2 separate regions of the Sus scrofa genome follow, and region 1 is linked to region 2. Evidence: chromatin contacts called from public HiChIP or PLAC-seq data. All regions are on one chromosome and are shown on one strand. The core of a region is the stretch at or near the end of the contact, and the rest is flanking DNA. Distances in the headings are between cores, read along the strand shown.

Region 1 (2,700 bases), core at 178-2,677, 650 kb after region 2:
CAGCTACATGCACTAAATGATTTGCCTTCATAAAAATGTTCAGAATACAGCCAGGCAAATGATACATATGGGTATAAACGGCCTGAACACAGCTTTTAAACTTCATTACTTTTGCTCCTTTTTGCATAGACTCACAATTTAGCTCAGTATTTTCATTCACTAATCCCGAATATATTTTTCCTTCCCATAACAATTCATTTTCTCTTTTAAATCTTATAGCACATTTAGTTCATGTACTTCTCTTTAATGTCATCCATTATTAGTCATCTTAATTTATATCTGGGTCACTTCGAATTAGAGTAAAATCTTCTTGCAAGCATGAACCAGGAGGTATAACCTATAGCTTTTTATCTTATATTTGCCAAATATAGTATGTATTAAAAATAAAATTTATTCAATTTTCATAATACTTAGTTTTCCCTAAGTTATTTTCTATGATGTTATTTCTGTTAATAGCGTATTCTAAAGCAATGACTCATGGAATACGTCCTTTTTCTCTTGATACATTGTTAACTCCTCATATGCCAGAGGAAATTTATCAAAGTCAAATTGCTGCTCTTGGAATCTGAGTGCTAGAATAATCTAATCCTACACTGATAGAAGGAAAACCTCATTGTAACATTATACAGTGATTCTGTCACATTATAAAATATAAGCTATTATATGACATCAAATATTTCATATGATGAACAGCAGAAAGAAATTGAAAAGCACGTAGAAATCTTGCTTAAAAATATCTCACATTTTGGCTGTTTTTTTGCTACTTTTGGTATATATTTTTAAAAGGCATATAAGATAAAGTTGTTAAAAAAAGGTAAATACATTTCAAGATTCAAAGTCTATTTAAGTACAATGGCATAGGAATGAAATGCATTGGATTATGCCCTAGGAATTAACTGCATTGAATTTGTGTTGGACTATTAGAGGCTGATTCCCAGAGGGGGACAAATAGAAAAGAACAAACTAAGGACAGAAAAGATAATAACACAATATCACAGACTTCAGGAAATGAAAGAAAAAATTGTGGCTTGTTGGGAGAAATGCATCACTTTTAATACTTGAGCAAAAAGGACAATTAAAGCTAATTTGTATGATTTGAAGATAAATAGTAAAACATGTTAATGCAGAGCTAAATCATTTTCTAGTTGTAAAAAAAAAAAAACAAAAAACCCAAAACCAAAAACTCCTTCTTTACTCTCAACTCTCTGCACATCACAAACCACAGAAAATAAATGAATTCCTTAGCTTCAATAACCATAAAAGAATTGTGTCTGCTTTGTATTTTAAGTGATATATGAAGTTTTTAATCACAATTTGTCAAGAAATATGTGGATTCCAAGATTACAGGCAGGGCAAGAATGTCCACTGCTAGGGTAAATAGTCTATATTTAAACTATGCCATTTAGGAACCCGCTGAGGAAGGGCAATCAATCCTACCAGCCCTAAAATACACCTGCTAGCATCAGTGGAGCATTTATTGTGTGCCAGCACTGCTCTAAGGTCATTTATATGTATTCATGTCCTTTTCACCACAAAATTATGAAGTTTCCAGTGGGGAAACTGAGAGTACAGAGGGGTTAAGTAACTAAAATAAGCTCTCCCAACTTATAAGTGATGATTTGAAGCAAGTAGTCTTATCTAATACCTAATATTAACCTAATACTGCAATATATAGAGCTATCATAATGATATCACCCACTCTTTGAGCTGAAAAGCAGGCTGTGTGTGTTTGTGAGAGAGAAAGAGAGAGAGAGAGAGAGAGAGAGAGAGAGAGATTGTAAATGAATGAAGAAACAGGAAATTAAAAAAAAAGAATTTCATCGTGTTCAGGGTTTTTGAAATTAGAATATAAATTATGTTTGGACTAGCACTTCACAACAAACAGGAGGAAGCCAAAAAAAGAGAGTGAAAAGGGGAAAAAAAGCAAGATCGGTTTTAGATTCCACATGTAAGTGATGCCATATGGTATTTGTTTTTCTCTTTCTGACTTCACTTAGTATGAGAATCTCTAGTTGCATCCATGTTGCTGCAAATGCCATTATTATATTTCTTATGGCTGAGTACTATTCCACTGTACATGTACCACATCTTAATCCATTCATCCGTTGATAGGCATTTAGCTTGTTATAATTTCCAAGATACAGGCTTGTGCTAGGGGATTTTTTCATACCTTCATTTAATTTCAGGGTGTTTCTGAAGAACCTAATTTTACATAAGACAACGAAGCAGGATAGACTTTGAGAAAAACAGATATAACCTAGCCATGGCTAAGTAGGATTACTGGGGGTTCAGGATTATAATTTGTTAGATTAGAAAGTGCTTTTCAATGTAGCATCAGAGAAAGGGATAAATGAGCTGTCAAATAATATCAGCTATTCTATTGCACTGCCAGAAATTGCCTGTAATGGTAATTTCACATTGATGTTCTTAGGACCCACTGAGAGCGCCCTCTGCTGGCTAAACATTTACTGGTTGCATGTTTGGTCAGAGCTTTGAATTCTCCAGGACACAGAACTCACACACAATCTCTGACTATCCACCCAGGTCTGTTGTACACATACATTTGAGGCACGCAGACAATCTATGGAGACACTTGCCAACCTCCAAATAGGTCTGAACATTGGCCTAAAGTCTGTGAGTCAGCATTTTTTCTTCTCACAGGTCAGCTAAAAAGTGAACTTTTTTGCTGATGCAATTCTA
Region 2 (2,700 bases), core at 55-2,554:
GAGCTAAGATTTTCACTAATCAATTAATTAACTGCTGGGGGAAAAAAAATGCTTAGAAGAGTATATACTGAAATGGTTCCCAGGTTTTGCTATGAAAAAAATGTCAAGGACATTTTTTAAAAACACAGGTTCTTAAGTCTCATTCCAGACCTATTGAATTAGATCTTCTAGAGCCTGTGGGCCAGGCATTTTGACCATGCTGCCCAGGTGGGTCTTCTCAGCTTCGGGCTAGCATCAGCTCAGGGACCAGCATTTGGGAATCACTAGGACAAAAGACTGACCCCAGGTTTGAAGTTTGGCTGTGCTGGGTTTAAATTCAGGCTCTCTCTTTTATTAGCTGTTTGACCCAGAGCTAGCAATGTAACACTTCCGAGCTTTGGTTATGATACCTGTAACAAGGAGCCAACATTTGCCCCTGTGGAAGGACTGAAAATCTGATGTGGCTTTCACATCAGATGCTTTTGGCTCTTTTACATCCTCTCTGCTCATTCTTCATGGGGACAAAGTAGTTTGATTTGCTACTGCTCTACTCACCACACTGAAGTTTACTGACAGTGAAAGCATTTTTAAAAAGACAAGGAGTTTCTGTTGTGGCTCAGCAGGTTAAGAACCTGACACAGTGTCCATGAGGACATGGGTTCAATCCCTGGCTTTGCTTAGTGGTTTAAGGATCCGGCCTTGCTGTGAGCTGTGGTGTAGGTTGCACACACAGCTTGGATCCACATTGGTGTGGCTGCAACTCTCATTTGACCCCTAGCCCGGGAACTTCCATACGGTGATACTAAAAAGGAAAAAAAAAATACATAAGCTTAGTTTTGCTCCACAGGACCATTTCTTTTTGAATCTCCTGAGAATTCTGGCTTAGGTCATATCATCTCTATTTATCAACACCCGTTGGGGAAAAGCCAAAGAAGGGAGACATCAAGTCCTCAGACACCCCATCAAGCCCTGGCCTGCACTGATTTTCTTTGCAAATTGGCTTAAGGCAATTCCAAAGTCAGGGCTGGTAACTTGGCTTTCAGTTTCAAATTTCTGCTGCAGTTGAGCTCTGTCCTTACATGCTGGTATAGGGGGGTTTTGCTTCTTTGTCAGAAGCTCAGGCGCAGTGAATTAGGCCACACCTGCTGCTCCTTTATTTTTCTTTTTTTCTCTGGTTTATCTTAACAAATCAGGACATCCTTCCCTCTGAATCTGAAGTGTGGAAAATCAGGGGGCAGCCTCCAATTGTTCTTTGGCAAGGGATGTGATTCTGAGGAAGGAGCTGACTACTCCCTTCCTCTGGCCTGGAACATTCTTCTAACTAAGCAATTATTCATCTGCTCTTTGGGAAGAGAGTTGTTCCTCCTTCCTGAATATATACGGCCAACATGAACTCATCAAGGAGGAAAATTTCTACCTCCATGGTAGAAACATTTGTGGAGCAGAAGAGGAGTGGAGTTTGGCAACTGTTCCATTATTTTGTGGAAAGAAGAAAGCCAGGGAAAAATAAAATTCTGCTTAAAGGAAGAGTTTAAGCACGCAGGTCCATGGGGGTGGCTTTTCCAGCAGTTGTGGCAGATGTGACGGAGGAGTCAGGAAGGCACATCTGAATTTCAGGAGTTGGTGAACTCAGCATTTAAGTTTATTTGCAAGTAAAACCCGAGGGGCTTGTTGTTTTCTATTTTGAGAGTTGGGCATTAGCTAAATCAGGAATGAAGAATCCTACAAAAGTATGTTTACTGCTGAATTTCTCTACTGCTTCTGCTTAGCAACTTCAAGCAGAGTAAAGGAGACAACTATAAATCTTTCAGTGAATCAAGATATGGCAACTGGACAACATTGGGATATTATATTAGAGTGTTATTTTTAGGACAATAGCTCTATTCTTAAATGATACTTCTTAGGCCCGAGAGTAAGTCTAAATTTTAAGTTATCCCTTTAAATCTATGCACATCTCTCAGAATCTCAGGAGAAATAAATATTCTGAAAACAAAACGTGACTTTGCATTATTTTTACCAGAAAAATCCTCTTTAAGTCAAATACTAAAGCAATGCACATATGTTCAAATTAGTCAGAAGTAAAATTGTTAGGTAAAGCTGAAATATTCATGTGAAAAATAAATGGAAACAAAAAGATGAGTAAGCTGTCACTAATTTTATTTTCAGATTAGCAGTCTTGAATGCAGAGTGTCCTCTCTGAGATAAACTTTTTTTTTTTTTTTTATTGAAGTATAGTTGATTTACAATGTGGCGTTAATTTATGCTGTACAGCAAAGTAACTCAGTTATGCTCAGTCGGACCTTCTATTCCTCCAGCCTATGTATAATAGTTTGCCTCAGCTAATCCCAAACTCCCAATCCTTCCCTTCCCCAGCCCCCACCCTTGGCAATAACAAGTCTGTTCTCTATATCTGTGAGTTTGTTTTTATTTCATAGATATGTTGATTTCTGTCATTTTTTTAGATTCCACATGTAAGTGATATCATATATTATTTGTCTTTGATTTCCTTTACTTAGTATGATTATGTCTAGGTCCATTCATATTGCTGCAAGTGGTATTATTTCATTCTTTTTAAAGGGTGAATAGTATTTCATTGCATACATGTACCATATCTTCTTTATCCATCTGTCAATGGACGTTTAGGTTGTTTTCATGTCTTGGCTATTGTAAATAGTGCTGCTATATACATAGGGGTGCATGTATCTTTTAAAATTATAGGGT

What was found. HiChIP or PLAC-seq counts read pairs in DNA pulled down with a chosen protein or histone mark.
Region 1: a contact with region 2 is called in an H3K27ac HiChIP or PLAC-seq map of skeletal muscle, with 10 times the contacts expected there. The contact joins two enhancer-like sites. A contact is called at or near these places in 7 of 47 Hi-C or Micro-C datasets (embryonic fibroblasts, epiblast stem cells, fetal skeletal muscle and 4 more) and 1 of 2 datasets of contacts at active chromatin or transcription factors (skeletal muscle).

What each region holds. Positions count from the first base shown.
Region 1 is chr13:182,958,969-182,961,668 of Sscrofa11.1, forward strand. All of the region lies in intron 7 of TMPRSS15 (transmembrane protease, serine 15), which reads right to left. Among named protein-coding and RNA genes, the nearest start is that of TMPRSS15, 28 kb to the right of the region's middle. Within about 2 kb of position 1,428, at least 2 of the 83 cell types and tissues checked have an H3K27ac peak or open chromatin away from gene starts, as enhancers often do. A contact at or near this core is called in skeletal muscle, where this site is marked.
Region 2 is chr13:182,304,712-182,307,411 of Sscrofa11.1, forward strand. No RefSeq gene overlaps it. Among named protein-coding and RNA genes, the nearest start is that of BTG3, 78 kb to the left of the region's middle. Within about 2 kb of position 1,305, at least 12 of the 83 cell types and tissues checked have an H3K27ac peak or open chromatin away from gene starts, as enhancers often do. A contact at or near this core is called in skeletal muscle, where this site is marked.